3 separate regions of the Mus musculus genome follow, and all the other regions are linked to region 2. The links are chromatin contacts, called in public HiChIP or PLAC-seq maps. All regions are on one chromosome and are shown on one strand. The core of a region is the stretch at or near the end of the contact, and the rest is flanking DNA. Distances in the headings are between cores, read along the strand shown.

Evidence for each region. HiChIP or PLAC-seq counts read pairs in DNA pulled down with a chosen protein or histone mark.
Region 1: an H3K4me3 HiChIP or PLAC-seq map of embryonic forebrain shows a contact between it and region 2, with 3 times the contacts expected there. The contact joins the promoter of Rcc1l here to the enhancer-like site in region 2. A contact is called at or near these places in 5 of 39 promoter capture datasets (cranial neural crest, embryonic stem cells, hippocampal neurons and 2 more) and 3 of 115 datasets of contacts at active chromatin or transcription factors (astrocytes, embryonic forebrain and embryonic stem cells).
Region 3: a contact with region 2 is called in an H3K4me3 HiChIP or PLAC-seq map of embryonic limb bud, with 9 times the contacts expected there. The contact joins two enhancer-like sites. A contact is called at or near these places in 8 of 115 datasets of contacts at active chromatin or transcription factors (craniofacial prominence, embryonic forebrain, embryonic limb bud and 5 more).

The regions. Positions count from the first base shown.
Region 1 is chr5:134,174,964-134,178,406 of GRCm38.p6, forward strand. Rcc1l (reculator of chromosome condensation 1 like) reads right to left here and starts at 1,804. Exons shown (of 11, transcript NM_033572.2): 1 at 1,437-1,804. The coding sequence starts at 1,751.
Region 2 is chr5:131,536,611-131,539,902 of GRCm38.p6, forward strand. The region is part of intron 5 of Auts2 (autism susceptibility candidate 2); the gene reads right to left. Among named protein-coding and RNA genes, the nearest start is that of Gm29681, 120 kb to the left of the region's middle. Within about 2 kb of position 1,366, at least 172 of the 459 cell types and tissues checked have an H3K27ac peak or open chromatin away from gene starts, as enhancers often do. A contact at or near this core is called in embryonic forebrain, embryonic limb bud, embryonic stem cells and 1 more, where this site is marked.
Region 3 is chr5:133,820,010-133,823,242 of GRCm38.p6, forward strand. No RefSeq gene overlaps it. Among named protein-coding and RNA genes, the nearest start is that of Gm36667, 220 kb to the left of the region's middle. Within about 2 kb of position 1,477, at least 18 of the 459 cell types and tissues checked have an H3K27ac peak or open chromatin away from gene starts, as enhancers often do. A contact at or near this core is called in embryonic limb bud, where this site is marked.

The DNA.
Region 1 (3,443 bases), core at 554-3,053, 2.6 Mb after region 2:
GGCTTACAGCCTTCCGTAGTTCCTGATCTACAGGCTCTCACAGCCTCTTCTGGCCCCCATGGGCTCCAGGCACACAAATGATACAGACATGTTGCAGGCAGGCAAAATGCCATAGGCATAAAAAATATTTTTAATGTATAGACCCACTTAACAACTGCAGCAAAGTTGCAAAGTAGAAGATACACACATCAGAAAAAATAAATTAAAAAACTGTAGGGCTTGGCAGTATAGCTCAGTGGTAGAACACTTGCCTTTAACAATGTGACACAATCCTGGGTTTGACTCCCACCATCACAAACCACACTTCTATAAAGTATAAATAAATACTTTTTATTGCTACCAAAAGAAAGGGTGAGTGGGTGCTTGTTTGTTTGTTTCCAACTAAAGATGTTAACACAACCAGGTAGCTAGAAGCAAAAAGACCTCTGTATAGAAAAGAGAACTGGGAGGGAGAAAGTAGCTCAGTGGACACAGTGCTTGTAGGGCAAAAACCCTTGGGTTCCCCGTCCCCAGCACCACTTAAACCAGAAACGGTTGCACACGGCTATAATAACAGCATTTCGAGGGTAAAGACAGGGTCTCACTGTGTAGCCCAAGCTAGAGTACAACTTGTGGCAATCCTCTTGTCTCAACCGTCCAGTCCAAGTCCTGGGACTACAGATGTGAGCCACCACGGCTGCCGGGCTGAGCCCTTTTGAAAAGTGAGCCTCTTCCCCGCCCCCCCTTTTTGACAGGGTTTCTCTGTGTACCCCTGGCTGTCCTGGAACTCTGTAGACCAGGCTGGCCTCGAACTCAGAAATTAGCCTGCCTCCGCCTCCAAGTGCTGGGATTAAAGGCGTGAGCCACCTTAGAAGCTCCATGGGCAACCTCCTATTTCCCCTCTAACCGCTCAGATGAGCATCTCCTTTTCCGGCTGCCCATCACTGACTCTAGCCGACACACCTCCGACCTGTGGAATGTCCCGTCCCTCAAGGGAGCTGTCTAGTCTAAGTTACAAATACCACCATTTACACCCAGCTGTGGGGCCCTGGACCTTACTTGACCTCTCTGCTACTCCCTTTCATCCTCTGTAACTGGGAGGTGACAGCTCCGGCCTTTTGGGGGGGGGGGGGGCCTGAGCGAATGATCTAAGGGCAGAATCCTTGGTGCGATTGTCAAGCTACGCCAATGGGCAAGAAAGTAAGGGAAGACACCAAACTCTCTCGAGCCACAAGCAAACTGCTAAAAATGCTGAACGAGACCCCAAGATCCACAGACGTGATAAACAGGCTCAGCAGTGAAGGACGGAGCACTGGGAGAAACAGACTTCTCGGCAGCCACCCCTCATGCCTCCCTCTGCAGATCCCGGGATCTCGGAGGTCATTGCTCCCGGAAATCCGGCCACGCGGGGAAGAAAGTTCCCTAAGAGATGCCAGCGAGGATGCCACTGCCCCCACCTTATGATCCAGCTCCAGGCGGTAGGGGACCGGCTGGATCCTGCGTCGGGGCCGCAGGCCGGCGCGCGGTCCAGGCCCCGAGGACGGCACCACGAAGCTGGGCACCCCGAGCGCCCCGGAGAAGCTGAAGCCCCAGACGAAGACGCGATCGGCGCGAGCCGCGCGCTCGCCCACGTACTGAAACACCGGAACGTCCGCCTCGGCCTCGGCCGCTTCTCGCCGGCTCCGCGAACGGCCGGCCGGTGTCCAGTGCTCGCGAGCCGGTGTCGGCCACCTCGGCCGCGGCCCCCGCAGAGCCCGGGCCGCCGCCAACATCCTCCGCGTCACGCCTCAACCGCTTATGGGCGCCGCCATCTTGTGTCACCCTTGACCTCTAGCCTGGCGGAAGTAGATACGGCCATGCTTACTACTGGCTGAAGGCGACGCGCTAAGGGAAAGACAACCATGTTTACTATTGGCAGATGATTACTACTCCAGGAAAGCAAAGACTTGAGAAGGCTATGGCTTCACCGTCTATCCATGAGTAGGGGACTTAAATGAGTGTCAAGCTATTATTTGAAGATGTCTGTGAAGTGTTCTATGATTCTTACTGCCCCTTTTTAAATTCTGTGTGTGTGTGTGTGTGTGTGTGTGTGTGTGTGTGTGTGTTAGTTTTGGTGTGGAGTTACTTAGGTGGAGCTGGGAATTGAACCCAGGTCCTCACACATCCTTAGGGTATAGGTTAACACAGACTACTCTCCCAATTCCAAGAAGTGTTTTGTATAAATACTGAAAGGAGACAGAGGGAACATCCTAGATGCTTATCTCATGGAAGCAAAACTGGGGAAGGTAGCTGGGCACAGTGGTTCACACCTGTAACCCCAACTTTAGGCTGAGGCAGGAATATTGCTGCAAATTGCAAACCACCCTAGAAGAAAGAAAACCTATTAATATATATGGTTTGTTTGTTTGTTTGTTTGTGACAGAATCTCATTATTTAGCCCTAACTGGCCTGGAACTTGCTTTGTTCCTGTAGACCAGGATAACTCAAACCTGCCCCTGCCTCCTGAATGGTGTGTGCCACCATACCCAGCACTGATTGGTTGATTTAGTTTATTTTAGGCGGTTTTATTTCATGCATATGGGTACTTTACCTGCATGTATATCTGTGTACCCTGCGTGTATAGTGTCTGTGGAGGCCTCAGAAGAGGGTGTTAGATTCTCTAGAACTGCAGTTACAGTTGATACCCCACTCCCACACACCCCCATGTGAATGCTAGAATTAGAACTCTGGTCCTCTGGAAGAGTAAACAGTATTTTGTTTTGTTTGTCATTGTTGTTGCACAGTGTTCTTAACTCTTGAGCCCTCTCTCCAGCCCTCTAATTGAATATTTTTCTAAGACAGGGTCTCACTCTGTAACCCAGGCTAGCCTCTACCTCACTACAGTTCTCCTACCCCAGCCTCCCAAGTGATGGGATTACAGACCCATGCCAGTGTGCCAGGTTCAACCCTGATTAAACTACACCTGGCTTCCAGGGGCCCTTCTTACTTCCTTTAGATCTCAATTCCAGCATGAAGGCTACACAGAGAAATTCAGTCCCTGAAATAAAGACTACAGTCCATGGCAGGGCTTCCTAAAAGTTATCCCCTAATACAGAGTGGATCCTTCCCCCCGAACTCCCTTTGCTCATCCTTAGTGTGTATTTCTTGATAAACAGGAACGTACTAATTAGTTTTCCTTCAGATGGGTCTCATGTAGCCCAGGCTGAGCTTGAATTCATTATGTACCCAAGGATGGCCTTGAACTCTTGACCTTTTTGCCTATCTCCAGTGTTCACCACTATGCCAAGTTTACACAGTCCTGGGATGGAACCCAGAGCATCCTGCATGCTAGAAACACACTGTCAACTGAGGTCCATCTGAAGCCCCATACTTCATCCAATGTGTACTTAATCCCAAGACAAGCTCAAGGATATGTTACACACCTAGTCTGTGAAGTGTGGCATCGCTGCGTTCTTACCGCTTTG
Region 2 (3,292 bases), core at 116-2,615:
TTTAGAAGAAAAAAGTGCATTTCTTTCTATAACTTGGTTCATTTCCCTAATTTTTTTTCTTTTTAAATTAGCAATGAGGACTGCAGGTGCGGTGGATCTAGTGGCAGACGCATGGATGCCTTCCCGCTTCTCTCCAGCAACCATTACCTTTAGCCGCACAGAATTTAATATCAGTTGCTATTTCATTTCCTCACCTCGATTGGCTTTGATGAGTTTTATATACACTTAGAAGCACAACCTAAAATTCCCAGACAAACATGCTCTTTGGGGCATTTTACGGCAGGGTGGGTACTATTTGCCTTTTATGTCAATACTTTTTATGGTCTAGAAGCTGTAGCTGGCGTAGAAGGAAAAGTTGGGTAAAGCAGTTTGGTTAAAACAAATAAAAATAAAGAAATAAAAAATTCCCGTGCGCACGGGTGGGTCCCAGATGTTTGAAGCTGTACCCGGAACCCCTTAAAACTCAATTCGCTAAGGTAGCTCTCCAAAACGGCACCCGCAGGAAGAAGGTGCAAAGACAATTCTCTTAGAAACTTAGGCGCGGGTGAGTTCCTGCACCAGCTAGCTCTCCTTTGCTTCCCCGGGCTCCGCGTGCGCACAAGCGGGAGGGCGGGGACCCGGAGCTCAGCCCAAGGACAGTGACCCGTCAGCAGGCAGCGCCGCTCCAAGGAGCCCTTCCTAGCCCGAGCCGGTGCGGGCATTCCCAGCCTAGGAGTCCAGCGGATCTCCCTTGGGAGCTATGGGTTCACTCCCGGAGGTGGGATCGCCTCTGTTGGCTAGGGCCTCCCCCGGCAGGCACTCACGGCTCACCGGCCGAGCCCAGCCAGCTCAGGGAGCTAGGAAAGTACAAAGGGGAGCGGGGGAGGGGTGGGGGAGGAAGGCCAGGCCCGCCAGACGCCAGCAGCCCGCCTCCGTTACCACCCTGGCCCGGCTGCGGCCGCAACAAAAGACCCCTCGACCCCTGCCTCCTCCCCCGAAACCGCGGACCGCAGGCGAGCCAGCCACCCCACCCCATCCCCCCAACGGTGGTGGTGGTGGGGCAACATTACCTGGTCGCCAGGGGTTCGGCGGTCTTGTCAACCCCAAGTTCATGGTTTGAGTCCTCCGTCAGGTTCTCTCCGGGTGGATCACCACACACCACCGGGAGAGAGCAACCAAAACCCAAGGCAGAGAAAACGCCCAACTCCAGCCGGCCCGGCTAGGTCCACAAGTCTGTGTGTTTTGCTAATTCCTCTCCAAAGTCTCAAAGCTGAGGCACGCGAACCAAATCCGAACCGGATCCTAAACGGCAGCAGAGCCAGCAGCAGCAGCACCCGGCTCCTCCACGGCAGCCAGGAGTCAACGCCGCGCGCGCACATCCAACGCAGCCAAGTCCCGGGCGGGTGGCGGGGAGATGGGGAGGGGGCCCGGCCCGCGCGCTCTCCTGGTTGCTCCTGCGGGGCGCGCGGGGAACCGGCTGGCTTAAACCAGAGGCTCAACTTGGTGCGCCCTGGGGACCTGGCAGGGCTGAAGAGCAGCGGCCCGGGAGCCGCTGCCGCGGCGCGCGGAGCTAAGAACGAGGCGGCTGCGGCGGCGACAGGACAAAGGAGACCATGTGCGGAGGGAGGGAGGAGGGAGAGGGAGGAGGAGGAGGAGGAGGAGGGCGTACGGCGGCAGAGGCGAAAGCAGCTCCCCGGCGGCCGCCTCGGGCTCCCCAACAGCGGGTGCCGCCGGTACGGCACCGCCGCGGGCTGATCTGATGGGTCCTGGGCCCGCTGCGGCGTGGCACCGACACGCTCCGGGAGTCGCAATCTGCCGCGGGTGTTGCCCGCCTGCGGTGTGGAAAGCTGTGGTTGAAGCTGCTACGGGGCGCGCAGGACTAGCTCCGCTCCGGCCTGCCTCTCCCGCCTGTTCCTGGCTCAAGTGAACTCCATCAGGCGGCCCGCCGCCAGCGCCACCGGCTACCCGGGGCTGGATTGAGGGAGAGAAGGGGGGTCCCTGGTAGTGACGCGAGGACACCCCTTTCTCCCACCCTTGCTCTCGCGCTCTGGACTTCGCTGCCCGGATTGTACCGAGCGCGCCTTACTCCTGGCGCTCGCGGCTCTCGGAGCGGGACTTCTCGGCGCGCCCAGCCGGAGCCGCCAGCCGGTGCCACCGCCCCTCCTCCGTCCCGCCCCACGTGCCCCGCCCCTCGCCGCCCCTCCTCTCCACCCTGGCGCCCGGTTGGCCCCGCGGGGGCGCAGTCCCTGGGTGCGACACTGACAGCTGTGGCTCCCACTACATCCCGCCTCCGGTTGCGGACCGGCCCCTGGTCCCCATGGCGCCTTTCCCTCTACGGGCAAGAACCGCGACGCTCCGGTCCTTTTTGCAGTTACAGCTTCCGAGATTTGCTCTAAACCAAGGAGAGGCTACTAGGCCCGTAGCCCGGGGTTGAATTGCCTCTAGGCCAATCTCATATGCAAAGAGTTGGTTCTGAGATGGGGGTGGAGGTCCAGATTCTGGGCACACAGTAGGTGCACAATATAACATAATCTTTGTACTGTCTGACATGGATGGGAGGTTGGGTTCCTAGTCTAGAAGAAAAAGATCTTGATCTAACCCTCATCCCACGAATCACGGTAGGTTTCATGAACTGCCTTCCCTCTGCACAGTTCCTCAAACTATCCGACTTGTGTATACATTCACACCAGCCAAGTGGTGACTGAGGCTTCCCCTTCTATGCAGCAAACATAAAGACAGGGAAAGCAAAGTCAAAGCTTCGCTCCATGGATGGTAACTTATCATCTATCACCAGGATGTCCCCTGGAGCCAGCTCAGCTAAGCTAAGCGCGTTGGGGCAGAGATGGATGGATGGATGGATGGATGGATGGATGGATGAAATCATTAATTCGGCCCTCAGTCATTTAAGTGACTGACCTTCTACCAGAACACACAGCCGCTCTTTCCTTTTTAATCAAGTGTAAGATTCTCTCTCCCTCCCTCCCCACCCCTCTGAGTGTGCTACTTGTGTTCCAGTGCTCCATAGGACAGATGCCCTGGAGCTGTGAGTGGCCTGATTTGGGTGCTAGGAACTTGACAAGAACAAGCACTCTTAACTACTGAGCCATCTCTCCACCGTCAACACTGAAATTCTATAATCCCAGTACTTGGACAAAAGATATTAAATTTCAGAATGGTCTAGGGCACATGGTAAAAACCTTAGTGAAATGAATCAATAAATGACCAATAGTAAATACATGTTTCACCTCTGTGAAGGTACTTCACCACCACTGATGTCATTGAACTCTTAATATAAATTAAAAAAACAATTTTT
Region 3 (3,233 bases), core at 227-2,726, 2.3 Mb after region 2:
TCACTTCCTCCTTTTCCCTTGTCCTCAATCAATCCTCATTAGTGTGTGTGTGTGTGTATGTGTGTGTGTGTGTGTGTGTGTGTGTGTGTGTGTGTGTTATGTGCACACATGTGCATGGGTGCATGCACACAGAGACCATAGGAAGATATCAAGTGTCTCTTCCCTTCTTTCCTCAGACAGGGTCTCTTGCTGAATCTGGAGCTGGGGCTACAGGTACATAGAGCCATTCCCAGCTGCTTACATAGGTGCTAGATACTCAAATTTAGGTCCCTATTCCTGCTATGCAAGAGCATTACCCATTGCCATGACATTGCCCCGATCCTCTTTAAACACCCTCACGGCCACTCCTGAAAGTGTGCTTCAATCTCTTGGTCACTCTAAATCTAGTTAGGTTGACAGTAAAGAATAACCATTACCAACCCTATGCACTTGGAACATTTATACCAATTGTGTCTAGTAAGATAAAATGTACTCACAGTGCTATAGTGACTTATCCAGGTTGTCACAGCTAGAAACTGGTAGCCAATGAACAGAACTCAGGTCTGCTGCATTCAGCAGTGTGTGCCCATTCATTCTACTATAGGAATATCTCTCTTTCTCCCAGTAAAAAAATGAATAGTCAAAGGGCTTGGGATGTGGTTCAGTGGTGGAGCACCTGCCTAGAATCCCCCAGTGAGGGTCTGGGGGTGTGGCTCAGTGGTAGAGCCCCTGCCTAGAATCCCCCAGTGAGGGCTGGGGGCGTGGCTCAGTGGTAGAGCCCCTGCCTAGAATCCCCCAGTGAGGGGCTGGGGGCGTGGCTCAGTGGTAGAGCCCCTGCCTAGAATCCCCCAGGGAGGGGCTGGGGGTGTGGCTCAGTGGTAGAACACCTGCATAGAATCCTCCAGTGAGATGCTGGGGGCGCAGCTCAATGGTAGAGCACCTACCTAACATGTACAAAGCCTAGTATTCAATCCTAACACTAAGAAAAAAAGCAAATAAAAAAATGGGTGACTACTCCCAAAGCATATCAGAAAAAAAATCCCAGGACAAGGTAACTGTCTCCATGAAGGGACCAAACATATTATGTAACTATCATTTCTGATCCTAGTTAAAAGTCCTGTTGGAATTCCATGGTGGTGTCTTTAGTCTCCAAGTGTAACTTCCCTTTAAGAATCCATGCCCTTTTCAGCACGTCTACAACCAATGTCTTTGACCTTCCCTTGCCGGTTAATTAGAGGCTTGGAGGGAAAGCAGAGAAACACGTGTTTCAGCAGAAGGGGAGTTTTCAAAAATAAAAGCTCCTTAGGACCACTTGACTGAAAAATTTCATTAATTCATTAATTAAGATCTACAGCGTGAGACTCCCAGGGACAGAACAAACACCATCTGTACAGCAGAGGCGCCAAATTTTTCTTTTAGCCTCTAAGACCCAGTAATGAGCACATGTTCTGAATTATCTCCCCCAAATTAACTGCTTCATGGGCAAGGAGCAGTACTGGCAATCCAGCTAGGCAGGAGCCAGCATCCGGAAAGGGGCAACTGTGATCTCTAAGGAGAGCTTCTTTGGCCTTAGGCATGGGGGAGGGGGAAGCAGATTATAGCTCAATATACAAAGCTTCTTTTCAGAAATCAGGCCATGGCTGCTCCCATAGGGTAGTGAGATCACCAAGGGTAGGCAAGCACAGGTTGAATCCAGATGAATTTGTCCTTTTATATGAAAAGCTGGTAGCTGGATCAAATGGTCTCTCAGGTTCTTTCCAAATGTAGTATCCTACTTAACACCTTCTCAAAAGTGAGCTAAAGAGATGGCTCAGTGGTCAAGTGTTCACCACTAAAACAAAAGGGTCTTTATTTAGATTCCCAAAACCCATGTGCAAAGCTAGATGCAGGGCCGCAGAGATGGCTTAATGGGTAAAAATGCTTGCTGTGTAAGTATAAGAACTTAAGTTCGGGTCCTTGAATTTTGCATCCATGGGAAAGTCCAGGCATGGCCACACACTAGTGAGTACCTATAACCCCAGCACAGAAGGCAGAGATGGGGGATCATGCGTGCACACACACACACACACACACACACACACACACACACACACACACACACAGCTGAGTGTAGCAGCAAACACTGAGGAAACAAATCAGATCAAGAGAATTCCTCAGGCCTTTTATCCAGACAGTCTGGCAGAACTGGCAAGGTCTAGGTCCAGTGAGAGACCCTATCTAAAAAATTCAAGTGCAAGAGTTTTTCGGGTTGCTTTCCCCAGGTGGTGTCTTCAGCAGGAGGGTCTTACTATCTGGATGTGATGGGTGATTACGTGCAGCGGCTGTAGTCCATATGACTTGAGGAGTCTCTGGGATTCCCCTAGCTACGTCATAGCAGCTGTGGTTGCCTACACAAGACCTAAACATGACCAAGTCAGTCAACATTCTAGTGGGAGCAGAGGAGGCACTCATGAGCTCTCACCTCTAACTAAGAAGCTTCATACAGGTAAAGGCTGAAGGGCGAGTCAGGGGTTTTATTTTTCAGCAATGTGACCCATGGTAGCTTGTTCCTGCTCCCACTAGATGGCCCTGGACCGGTGAGCACACAGAGGACACTAATTGTACACAGCGTGTTGAGGAGGAAGAGAAGGAGGAACAAGAGGAGGAGGGGGAGGAGGAAGAAGAGGCAGTGCCAGCAACAGAGAAGGAGGAGAAAGAGAAAAAGAAGAAGGAGGTGGAGGAGAAAGAGAAAAAAGAAATAAAGTTGGGAAAGAGATGTGGAAGGAGTTGGGGGGGAGGCATTGAATAGCATCTAAATATATTATATTCACACATGAAGTCACCAAAGATTATGTAATTTAAAATAAAGTAGAGAGCAGTAGAGACCAATCCTGCCTCCCCACATGCACATAGATGCACACAAAGATGTACCCATACTGAATAAATGAATGAATGAATGAATGAATGAGTGAATGAATGAATGTGACTCTTAACACCCACAAACCGTGGCTGCGATTTAGCCAGAATGAGCACATGGTCCCTGTTACCGAGTTTCTTCAGTGACCACAGCGATAAGCAGCACAGGTCGAGCATCTCCAACAGTCATAGCCATGAACTGGTATCCAATGCCAGGGATGACTTTCCAGCAGGATGCAGAGCCTTGCAACTTTTAAGAAGTCTTTTCCCCCTCTCAGTTTAAAATCCCCAGCTTGGAAAGCGGCTCAGCTGCAAGCCCCAGAGGCAACCTCTCAAGAGCAAATTGTGACTGATGATAT